2 separate regions of the Sus scrofa genome follow, and region 2 is linked to region 1. A link is a contact called in public HiChIP or PLAC-seq data. All regions are on one chromosome and are shown on one strand. Each heading gives the region's core, a stretch centred on a gene start, on an enhancer-like site or on the middle of the called end of the contact. The rest is flanking DNA. Distances are from core to core; before and after follow the strand shown.

Region 1 (6,307 bases), core at 1,419-3,918:
GTACAAGTAAGAGGCCTCTGTGGAAGCACAGTGCTGGATCCAGGCTCTGTCTTGAGATGCAGCAACCCTGAGGGGATCAGGAATAAGGGGGGGTAGGGCAGATGAGTGGGCAAAAATGAATACCCAGCCATTCTCTGAAATGAACTCTGGAACTCTACTGTTGGGGCTTAAGACTTGCGTATCAAGCAAACTTCAAGGGGTACAAGGTCAAGAAAAGACTACTGGAGTTCCCGTTGTGGCACAGTGGAAATGAATCCCACTGGGAACCATGAGGTTCCAGGTTCGATCCCTGGCCCTGCTCAGTGGGTTAAGGATCCGGCATTCCCATGATCTGTGGTGTAGGTTGCAGACACAGCTGGGATCTGGCATTGCTGTGGCTGTGGTGTAGGCTGGCAGTTGTAGCTCTGATTTGACCCCTAGCCTGGGAACCTCCATATGCCACGGGTGCGGCCCTAAAAAGACACAAGATGAAAAGAAAAGACTACTGAACAGAAAACCAACTTTCTGTTTGATGGCAGTACCTAGGTCATCAGGAGATTTTGGGGGTGCCCACCAACTCTGTATGGGCACAGGTGGAAAAGCAACCTGAACAGCCAACAAGGCTGAGGAACATCCCGATCACCAGGAGCTACACGTCTGACCACCAGTGGTTCTCAACGTGTGGTTCCTGGACTAGTAGCTTCAGCATCACCTGGGAACTTGTTAGAAATGCAAATTCTTAGGTCCCATTCCAGACCTCCTCCCCGCATATCTGGGGGACACAGCCCAATAACCTGTGTTTTCACAAGCATCTAGATGATTCTCTGATGTATATTAAAGTTTGAGAACTACTGAGACACACTGCTGAACTAAGAAATATCTTCCTAGCTAGAGGCATCCAGCCCCTAGTGCCCACTTTCCAAATTGTATCTCCCTTGATTCTCTCTGTTTACATATTTTCAGCGTTTTCTTTTTTAAACAAGACTGTGAGGTGGAGAAACGATAAACAAGAAGGTTCCATGGGTGCTGAGTCAAAGCAGACTTCTTTCACTCAACTTTATCCTTTCACTCAAAATCTAACAAGAGGGTTGCACAAAATATCCCTTTAAAGTTTTCCCACTTATTTTCATGTTCATTAGTAAGATACATTTCATTTTTCAGTCTTCTCTGCAGGACTGGGACAGGATCTAACTGGGCTTTAAAACCAATGTGAATTAAAGGAATTATGGATAATAAAACTAGTAGGTATAATTGAATACTTACTATGTTGCAGGCATTATGCTGTATTTCACATGGATTACTTAATCCTCAACCGTACACTTAACTTGTACTACCCCATTTGTACAGATGAGAACACTGAGGCTCAATCAGGTTAATTGCCCAAGGTCAATTTCCATGAAAGGGCATATGTGGAGTTTGAGCCCAAGCAACTGACTCCAGCATCAAAGCTATGATCACTATGCCATTTGTCTGTAACATTAGAGTCACCAAGGAGCATTCCAAAACTGTTTGTGCCTGAGTCCCACCCCAGAGAGTCTGATTTAATTGGTCTGGGTTGGGGCCCAGGCAGGGACTTTTTTTTAATTTTTATTTTTTAAATTTTTATTTATTTTTTGTCTTTTTAGGGCCACACCCAAGGCATATGGAGGTTCCCAGGCTAGGAGTCAAATCAGAGCTGTAACTGCCACCCTACACCACAGCCACAGCAACGTGGGATCCGAGCCAAGTCTGTGACCTATACCACAGCTCACGGCAACGCCAGATCCTTAACCCACTGAGCGAGGTCAGGGATTAAACCTGCAACTTCATGGTTCCTAGTCGGATTCGCTTCCACTGTGCCACAACAGGAACTCTGAAGGTTTTTTTTTTAAAGCATGCAGATGATTCTACCACAGTCAGGTTGAAAACCCCAATATGTAACACAGTCTCTGTGCTTAAGTATAGCACACAAGTCAGCTGCTAGGAAGTGGTGGTGAATTCAAATCTGTATTGGTCTAGAGTTTGGTTCATTGCCTTCACCTTGATCACTACCACTTTCACTCCAGTACCACCTGACAATTTTCACAGAATATTTCAAGACACAAAAATAAAGGTTCCCAGTTAGCATATCTATGAAAGATGTTGCTTTCAAGAAATGTTTTCTTGGAGTTCCCGTCATGGCACAGTGGTTAACGAATCCGACTAGGAACCATGAGGTTGTGGGTTCAGTCCCTGGCCTTGCTCAGTAGGTTAGGGATCCGGCGTTGCTGTGAGCTGTGGTGTAGGTCACAGACTCAGCTTGGATCCCACATTGTCGTGGCTCTGGTGCAGGCCAGTGGCTACAGCTCCGATTTGACCCCGAGTCTGGGAACCTCCATATGCCACGGGAGCGGCCCTAGAAAAGGTAAAAAGACCAAAAAAAAAAAAAGAAATATTTTCTTGATTTCTTAAGTCATCTAAAACTGTCTTTTTCTTCTCCTCCTCCTCTTTCTTCCTTTTCATTTTTAAAGGTTTGGCCTCTGGAAAACATTCCAAGTATAATGGCAAAACATCTAGTTTTCCTATGAGCTTATAAAATGAAGTGGTTCTTCAGAGTAAACAAAAGATCTTTTCATCTAAAATTTTAATTGACACCAATTCAGCTCCCTGGGAATTAGTTCCAATGTTTGGCTCAGGTTTCTGGCACTGAGCACTGGGCCCTGGCCTCAAGCCTGCACTCGGTCACCTTACATCTGCACCTCAGGGCTTCTCGCCAAGAAGCTGGTCTCATGGCAGCACTACCCTATGGCTTAACATCCGAATGTTGAGCCTTGATACCCAGCCTGGCTGAAAGCAGGTCAAATGACTGCAACTCTGTTTAGCAAACAACTTAACAGGAGTCACCTGATGAACGATGGTAATACCTCTGACATTTCTGGAAGAAAAGAGAACCGATTTTCATTAGTTTGTCTAGGAACAGAGAAGGGTGTTTCTTAAAGTTTCATTTACAGCCAGAAATGTGTGGATTGATATAACCAACACATAAAAGGGGAAACATCTGTCACTTCTATTTGTAGCCATGTTTGTAGCAGCTCTTTCAGAAAGGAAGACTAGAGACCAGCTATCCTGGTCTGGGGGCTCTATAGTTGGGCTGTTCAAGATGGCTGTTCTCTCGCTCTCTCTACATCCCCTGCTCGACCTGGCCCTGCTTCATCCACATGACTATCCAATCTTCTTAATTACAGAGCTTAATTAGCCCTGGTAACTGATGAGCTCCTGGACGTAGATTCCCTCTATAAATGGCAGCCTCCTTCTCCCACAGGTAGTGAAGAGTGTAGCTATGTCCTGCCCACACGGTTGGGTGTGATCCAGGACCCTTTGTGGAAGATCCAGCTAGCCAATAAACCGTCGATGCTTCTGTTGCTCCCAGCTCTTTCTTCAGCTTCAGGCTGGGCAGTTACTAGGCTTGCAGGCCCATGGGGTGCAGCCCGAAAGGAGCAAGGCAGTGTCTGAAATTTGGTCTTCCCGCTAACCAGGTGGGTTTGGGCAGACAACTTAATCTCTTTGTGCCTCAGTTTCCTCATATATAAAATAAAGTTTGGGCTCATTAAATGAACTCTAAATCTGAGTCCTAAAATTGTATCACATGTATGAATATATATTTATAGTTCTTCTAATTTGGTGTAACCACTTGAAACTTCTTACCAGAGAAAATTTGAATTTGTAAAAATTGAGGTTGACATTAAAGAGGGAATTTAAGAACAAGGAATTGCAGAGTCTTCGCTGTAAGAAGCTAGATAGATAATATATTTCAGCTTCCTCATTTTATCTTCTCCCTCTTTGTCTTTTTCTTTCCTTTCTTCTATTTTCAACAAATATTTTATGAGTTCTGGAACACACCAGGCACTGAGGTAAGTGCTAGAGACCAAGACTGAGTCCTTAGCCTTAAAGAACTTCCAGGACAATAGACACAGACAAGGGAGCAGGTAATTAAAATAGAATGAGGAGATTTCCCATTGTGGCACAGCCAAAACGAAACCACCTAGTATCCAGGAGAATGCGGGTTTGATCACTGGCCTCACTCAGTGGGTTAAGGATCCAGCATTGCCACGAGCTGTGGTGTAGGTCACAGAAGCAGATTGGATACCACATTGCTGTGGCTATGGTATAGGCCGGTAGCTATAGCTCGGATTCAACCCCAGCCTGGGAACCTCCATATGCTGTCAAAATAAAATAAAACACAACGAAGTGAGTGCTACAACAGAGGTGGGCATAGGGTGCAAGGAAGGTTGATGCCAGTCTCAGGGTGGGGGAGGGGCAGGAGTTAGGGAAGGCTCCTGGAGAGAAGTCATCTAAACCGCAGCTGGCACGTGCCAGAGCTGGTGGAGGAACTGGAGCTCAAGGCCCCAACTTCCAAGTTACAGGCTTGGTTGAATGTAATGACATGAGGTAATGGTTTTGGGATTTGTGCTTTTGGCACAGGTGAAATATTACAGCGCCTGCCTTTGCTGCCACCACCTTAATGAAGACTCGGGCTCTTTCCTGGACTCTGGGTTCAGGGTCTCCCCTCTCTGGCTCCAGTATTTTCAGCAGCAACTCATCAACACAGCGCAACCGTTATCACAGGCCCGTCACCTGAGCAGCAGCACCACCAATCAACTCCAGGGATGAGGATCTTTCAGCTGCTGAGTGGTGTGGATGGAGGGCTCTGACCAGTTTAGGAAACAATCCAGGTTAGTGACCACTCAGTTACAGGACAGTTATAAGTCAGGATGCTTGTTTTCAAATATTTGAAGGGTTAGAAGAAGGGATTTGATCTCTTCTGTGTGGGTTGAAGGGGAAGAATAAGAACCAAATGAAGGTGTAAAAAGTACAGATGAGTTTATCTTCCCTAAACAAGAAGAACTTGAGGCTGGTTGCACTGGTGGTAAGTTAATGAGTATCTTTACAGCAAAAGTATTTAAAACCAGGGCAAAATGACCCATTCGCTGGGATGTTACACAGGGGATTCATGCCTCTAAAATTTGATGTATAGAAGCCTAATCAAATTCTTCTAGCTTGAGTTCCCATCATGGCTCAGCGGAAACAAACTTGACTAGCATTCATGAGGACGCAGGTTTGATCCCTGGTCTCACTCAGTGGGTTAAGGATCCAGTGCTGCCATGTGCTATGGTGTATGTAGGTGGTGGACTCGGCTCAAACCCCACATTGCTGTGGCTGTGGTGTAGACCCCTAGCGTGGGAATTTCTACATGCCGTGGGTTTGGCCCTAAAAAGACAAAAAAAAAATTCTTCTAGCTCAGACTTCCTGTGATTCTGTACTGTCACCTCTGGCCCAGGCCAACTGAGCTCTAACTGTTGTAGTTTCTTATCTATGTTCCACAAAGTATTTACTCTCAGTTCTACTTCATTAGCATTTGCAAGCACATTATCTTCACATCTCTAAGCAAAGACAGACTTACTGTATTTGATATTTAAAAGGGCAATGTAGTGTTTTTTTCTCCACGTAAAGCATTAACATATTTACCTCTAGATAGAGAAACTGCTATATTTAGGTAAGAAGATGAATGGTTTGGCGCATACCACACCACATCCCCAGTCTGGTGCATGCGTACTGCCTTGTTTCAGGTGTGCTTTGTCTGTGTACCTATATGCTATTTGTGCTAAGATCTATCCTCTTCCACACCCAAAGGAAGTGTAACCATTCTTCCCTTCCTTTCTTTCACTTTCATTTTTTAATTGTGGGAACTGTGCTGCTATTGCCTGAGTCTAAAGATACAGAGGGAGAGGAAGGAGAGCACAGACAGTGAAAATTGACATTACTGGCAGCTCTGACAGGTGCAATTTAGATTTTGTTAACCCCAAATTATTTTCAGAGAGCAGAGGTAAAAGATGATTTATATTGTTTTTTAAGGCAGACTTCTCTGTTGCCAACACAGTAAAATAAAACACATAATTTGTTTTTACCTGCTTTCAATGCATGGTGCATGTAATGTTATAAATCAGATATATTAAATAATATTTTGTTTTAAATTAGAATTTGGATAATATATTATCTGGGGCCTAAAATATGTACGTTTCAGAACCACGTTATAGCTTTTTCGAGAAGAGAAGACAAATGCAAGCCCATTTTCTAGGTGTTCAAAATCAAACAACATGAAAAGGACCAGTGAAGGGGTTCCCGTCGTGGCTCAATGGAAATGAATCTGACTGGTGACCATGAGGATGCAGGTTCGATCCCTGGCCTCGCTCAGTGAGTTAAGGTTCCGGCATTGCCATGAGCTTTGGTGTAAGTCACAGATGTGACTCAGATTCTGCATTGCTGTGGCTGTGGTGCAGGACGGCAACTGTAGCTCCAATTCCATCTCTAG
Region 2 (6,176 bases), core at 3,302-5,801, 130 kb before region 1:
AATCGGAGCTGAAGCTGCTGGCCTACTCCACAGCCACAGCCACAGCCACAGCAGTACAAGATCCAAGCTGCGTCTGTGACTTCCACCAAGCTCACAGCAACGCCAGATCCTTAACCCACTGAACGAGGCCAGGGATCGAACCTATATCCTCATGGATAGTCGGGTTCATGACCACTAAGCCATGAGGGAACTCCTGCTTGTTGTTCTTTAACATAGCTGTCTTCGGATTTTGGGGGGGCTTTTGAATCTCACAGTAAACTCTTCTTGAGGGAGACGCTTTTACAGAAGGATCCCAATTTAGGATGATTACCCAAAAGAAGGATAACAAGTCCTAAGTTCAAAACAGACAGTTTTGCGAGGCGTCATCCAACGTCACCGTGAAAGGCAGGCCCCCCTCTCTGCAGTCTTGCTGTCGACGTGGCCTCATTGGCAGCACATGCCCAGGGGCTGCTTCTCTACTGCCATGAGTTCTCGTACCATGGGCAGCACACAGGACCAACTCCCAGGCTCCATCCATCGTGACTGCCATCTGACTTCTTGATGCAGTTATTTCTCAGCTGGGGAGAGTGTATTCTCAAGGAACAGTAGGAAGAGATCCATTTTTCTGAGCTCTTTCATAGCTGAGAATGGCCGTCTGTCATCTTCACACACAGGAAAGGCACTTCGGCTGGTAGGTGAGGATGGGGGTCAAGGGAGAGGGGAAAGTAACTTCTAAATGGGTTTTGCAAAAGCTTCCCAGGCATGTTTGCCCACCATGAAGAAAGGTCCAGAAAAAGAATCAGAGAAGGAGCTTGGAATGGTGCGTGTGAAGTATGACCAAACAGAGGGCCACAGGGATGAGGAGAAAATAAAGCATTGGATTGGTTGGTTGGTTAGCAGGTTTTGCAAAAGGAATGGATTGAAAGGAAGGGGAGAAAGGCCATCTCAAATTGAGTGAGAGCCTTGAAGCCCAACTCAAAATACTGAAATGCGATGCTGAGATTAACAGGGAGGTGATGGAGAGGACTCCATCACCCCACCAAAGAAGGTTGCTTCCAAGATGTGTGACAAACATGGACACGGTTCCAAAGAACAGCTCTGTTTTCCAATGTCCCCTGACCTGAGTGCCTTCTCGGTACAGCCGTCAGCCAAGGTTCAGAACCATCCTTTGCATCAAGATTAGAACTGATTTTGTACTGACGGATTGTTAGATTAGATATGAGAAATGAAACCCTTAAAAGTTCCTAGGGTTGATGCATAAAGTCAGAGTTAGGCACTTTAACCTGTCATTTCGCCTTTAAACCCTTCGTCTCCACTGCCACTGCCCCCTGGCAGGCCATCATGCACTCTTGCAGTGACCCCTTCACAGGACTTCCTGCTTCTGGTCTCTGCCCACCTCCCTGTTTTCCCCCCTCCCCCAACACACACACACCATTCCATCATTATCATCCCGAGAGGTACCCTAGAAAACACAGACCCTAGAAAACACAGACCCTAGAAAACACTTACCTTATGCTACCAGTTAAAAATATCCATTGTTTCCCATTGGCTTCCAGATGCATTTCAGAAGCCCTTGTTTGGCATAGTCCTTTATAACACTTTCCTTCAATCATTCCCCATGTATTTTTTTGAGTACCTGCTATATGCTGGGTACCACTTAGGCACCAGGAGTATAGCAGTGAGCCAATAAAGAAAGGCGTCTTCCCTCCTAAACTTCTGAGTCTCACAGGAGACAGACAAGAAGCAAAGGTAAGTGAGCAAAATATGTCCAGTGTTGGTGGTAATGTGTAGGGAGAGAAATAAACCAGGGAAGGGGATAGAGGGTGGCAAGGAAGGACCTCCCCAGGAGGTGGACATCTGAGGAAAGACCTGAAGGAAGGGAGGCTCAGGGTCCATCCCTGGAGAGGAGTCTTCCTTTGGAGGGAACCAGACCACAGAGGCCCTGCAGAACCACAGTGAGGCTGGGGTGGCTGGAGCAGAAGGAACAGGAGGGCCTTCCTAGGTCATGAACAGGACTTTTGCATGTGCTTGTTGTGAGTTAGGGGTCAGTGAGGGCCTTGAGCAGGTGGTATGTCTCGACATGCTTTCTCTGTTATCACTTCCTGACCCTTCACACCAAAAGAGCCCTTCAGACATGCAGGTCTGTCTGCTCTGCTCCACTGTCCACCTTGGAATCCTTCAGAGCCCAATGCAAACCTCCTCTCCTTGCGTAGCCTTCTCCACGTCTCTTCTTGGGGTGCCCTTCTGCTTGCTTCCGTGCACTGGGTACATCTCTCTTGAAGCTCTTGTGTGTCTCTGTTTCTCAGTAGCTCTGAACTCTGAGAAGAAGGGGGCTTGTATATGTTTCCTGTGCCCAGCACAGTGTGTGCCCCACAGTACACTCTTAAGTCTAAGCAGAGGCGGGGAGGGGGGACAATTCTACCTATATGAGGCTTCTGAAATAAGACCTTGCCCGTAGCCTGCAAAGCCTTTTGACTCTATTTCATCATCTCCACACATAAATATAGCATGTATTTTCCCGGCCACAAAATACCCTCTGTCCTCAAAGCTGTTCTGGGAAATTGACCCCATGGTCCGTTCAAACACCATGTCCCAGCGCTGTTCTAGGCAGAACATCCCGGCCGTTCTGTGCCCTGGCTCTCAGCTGAACACCTGCTTTGGGAATTTGGCAGGATCTGGCAAAGCAGGAACATTCTCTTAAGCATATCACATTTATTCATGCATTTGAAGTGCTTTCAAATCATCTCACCAGAGACAGCTGCCTGACTTTCATGAATGCATTTTGTCACTTGATAATGATTTGAGGAGGAAGATAAATTAGGGAATCTGTAGCACTTCCCTTAAAGAATTAGAAGCCTCCACCTTTGTCCTCCCTCTGCCCCACCCAGATGCTTCAGACGGAGCCTGAACTGTAGACTCTGTGTTCAGCAGCCCGTCACTGTCGCCTGCACGCCTCTCTCCCCCCGCTGTGCCCAGCATGCCCACAAAAGCAGAGTTTTTTGGGGGTGGGAAGAGGTTAGGACTTTGCAGCCTGGAGAATGGGACACAGGAAAACCCTGTAACCTCAGCCAAGGGTGCTTTGTCCTCTGCCCCATCCACAGTCCCCAGGCTTCTCCTCACAGTGTTCTCTCCAGAAGGAATCCTGCCTGTAATGCCCTGGAGTCACGTTGTCACCTCCCCTTACAAGGTTTCTCTTGGCCAGTGTGCTGGTGAAGGAGGAGGGAGGGCAGCCAGGGAGTCCTGCCTTCTGCAGCTCTTCCCTCTCAGCTGGGCTGGGCGCTTCCATGGCCTTCCTAGGGGGCACCCTCCCTCCCTTTCCCTTTCCCCTTTTCTGGGACAAAGGAGCTCTTCAAGAACTGGTACTGTCAGCTTTAAATAAGCCACGTACGTGTGTTATGGTACCTGAGTGGCCATCATTTCTGTATTTATCAATACCGTGGGCTTAATAAAAACAGCTGTCCTGAGGCGATCTGCTTAAGATGAGGAAAGAGAAACAAAACTAGTCATTTTTGTGCCTTCTCAAAGTCATGCCTTCGTTTTCAGCAATTCTCTTTGAGCAGCATCTATCTGCCCAAAATCTGGACTTTGATCTCATAACCGCAGCCTAACTTGAAGCGTCCCAGTTGTTGCCCAGTCAGATAACGGGAGCACATGAGGATCTGATAGCATGCTCATGCTGAGCAAGCACCATTAACTTGCTCCCCTTCCTTCCTCCCTCAGCACTCAGCACTCGCACAGCACCGCTCAGCACACAAGTAAACATGAGGGCTTTTTGTAGGGTTTATGCAGAGAAGCCAGGGGGAGCCTCTGACGGAAAGCCTCATGCACAATAGGGTATAATTTCCTTTCAGCGGAAAGCTCGCTTTGCAAAAGCTGGATATCTGAGAACATGAACATCCCTCCCATTGTCAAAATGCTTAATTATTCACCTGGCACGCAAATCCAGGTTCTCGCAACCCCTCATTCCAATCCAGATGCAGACCTGAACGGGTACCAGCAAAAATCCCTAATGGTGCAGAGGTGGCCCCTCAGAGATCCATATTAAGGAGCTGCACAAACCGAGAGCCATGAAGCCCAACACCTTCCGTTCATAGAAGACTTCTTTTCTGACAGCAGAAAACACGGTGGATGTTGAGGTGTTTTGTTGGCAAAAGAAGACACCGAGGCCAGCGGAAGTCAAGGCACCTACTGAGAGGCACAGACTCAGAAGTGATGAAGGGGCCAATGCAAATGAATTGTTTTCTCCCTTGGAGAGTCTGCAAGAAAATCAAGGAGGTTCCCCTGAGTTCATATGTAGCTCAAGAAGAGGAATAGGAAAGTGCAAAAAAAAAAAAAAAAAAAAAAAAAGAGGGAGGGAAAAAAAGAAAGAAGGGGAAGAAGACACACATGTGAAAGTAGGCGTTGCTGGCAACCATACCTAGGAAGGGTTGGAAAGTGAGAGTGGAAACCTGACCTCAATTCAGAAACCAAGAGGAAGCCAGCAAAATGATTTGGAAAGGATAATCGGGTCATAATGGCAGGAAGTGAATACGGTCCACTTGGCAGGAGAATCTCAGCTGCAGGGTTTGGGGCAGACCGGCTAGAAATGGTGCTGCCAGCAACCACGTGGGAAAGCCTGACTGCAGGGTGACAGGAAGATCCCGGGAAGAGGAATTTGAGATCGAACCCCAGCACAGCAGATGACGCAGGTTTTCTGTGAACTGATACCACTGGACTGTGTCCTAGGAGAGTGACCCATGGAAAGGCCCCGTTTTCCTGACCCACCCCAGCGAGAGAGCAAGAGGGTCAGCAGCCACGGCAGTGGGGACAGAGGAGGACAGGGCTGGCCTGAAAACAGCTAGCGAGTCTCCTCTCTGGCCGCCAAGCCCTGCGCCTTTTCTCTGATGGGGAGGTTGGGAACCAGGCAACGTGCCCTGGGAAGCTTTGTGACCATGACTCTTCCCACGGTCAGATGCCACTGGCGGATAGAGGCCATCCTCCTGTTGCAAAACGGTCTCTGTTGCCACTGCCACTAGGAACCATCGTTGGCAGAGTTTCCCTGAAACCTGTCCCTACACCATATTTTAAAGTTTCTGTCTTTTCTGTTTCTCTCCTGGCATTCTCTCCACTGAAGGAGAGGAAAAAAAAGGAAGCGCGTTCCCAGGCACACCCCTGCCTGGAGGGGTGAGAGGAGGAGCAGGAAGAGGGTGCAGGCAGAAAGGAGGTGGAGAGCAGATGCATCCAGGGAGCTGACAGCCCCCCACCCCCCAGCAGGACTGAGTCCAGCTCCGCCCCTGGTCACAACTGCCCCGGGAGCAGGCTGCCTCGGGAGACGCTACATGTTGATGGTCAAGTTACTGCACCAGCTGCAGCCAAGGCTCAGGCAGAGCTCTGGAAAGATGGGCTTGACCCAAGCAGCCAATTAAACTTTCCACTGGTGGAGACTGAATCAAGAGTTTTAAAATAATACGTGAAATCTTTCCAGTTGAGCAGTTCGTTTTGTCATAACACGAAACAGTTATTGACAGAAGCACCACAGAGCAAGAGGAGAATGACTCAGGAAACTCCGGGGTGTCGTTTTGGACGGTCCCTGGGCCAGAAGAGAGCATTAAAAGGCATGGGGTGGGGGGTGCAGGTTATAAGTACCTGTCAGACCTGAGGGTCAGATCTTCCCTTCGATCCTCGCAGGGCGGGGGATAAGGGGATTTCTGCAGGTTTGGGCTGTGTGGTTCTGAGATATTATGAAACCAAGGGCTGTGCTGAAATACAACGCAAATGCTTTGGACAGTGCCAGTCCTGAGACATGCTTATGCTCTCTTCCTAACCTTTCCGGGCCGCTGGAATGTGGTGGCTGCTGTCCCTTGTGCCACGGCTGCCCAGCCACAGCCCTTGGGACTGAATGTGCTTCAGAGTCAGAATTTTTTCTTTTAAGGAAGCCCATACAGAATTTTTTTTTAAGGATGTCCATTTCTTTAAGGAAATGAAAAAAAAAAAATAGACCATAATTTATATAACACCCTAGGAGAGTCTGGGACTGCACTCTGTTCAAACACATTCTTACTTCTGCAACGATACGTATGAAGAAATAAAAACAGTCAACAGCCTCATACCCGGTCAAATTTTATGGCCAAATGAGATGAGTTCCCAGAACTTTTGGTTTGCAGAGGTTGTTGGATTGGGGAATTGCAGATAAGGAAATGCTCATCCCTGCCCCTATT

Evidence for each region. HiChIP or PLAC-seq counts read pairs in DNA pulled down with a chosen protein or histone mark.
Region 2: a contact with region 1 is called in an H3K27ac HiChIP or PLAC-seq map of skeletal muscle. The contact joins two enhancer-like sites. A contact is called at or near these places in 6 of 47 Hi-C or Micro-C datasets (brain, embryonic fibroblasts, heart right ventricle and 2 more) and 2 of 2 datasets of contacts at active chromatin or transcription factors (alveolar macrophages and skeletal muscle).

The regions. Positions count from the first base shown.
Region 1 is chr1:77,456,787-77,463,093 of Sscrofa11.1, reverse strand. All of the region lies in intron 3 of LOC102167874, which reads right to left. Among named protein-coding and RNA genes, the nearest start is that of REV3L, 59 kb to the right of the region's middle. Within about 2 kb of position 2,668, at least 12 of the 83 cell types and tissues checked have an H3K27ac peak or open chromatin away from gene starts, as enhancers often do. A contact at or near this core is called in skeletal muscle, where this site is marked.
Region 2 is chr1:77,588,101-77,594,276 of Sscrofa11.1, reverse strand. The region is part of intron 10 of FYN (FYN proto-oncogene, Src family tyrosine kinase); the gene reads left to right. Among named protein-coding and RNA genes, the nearest start is that of TRAF3IP2, 50 kb to the right of the region's middle. Within about 2 kb of position 4,551, at least 26 of the 83 cell types and tissues checked have an H3K27ac peak or open chromatin away from gene starts, as enhancers often do. A contact at or near this core is called in skeletal muscle, where this site is marked.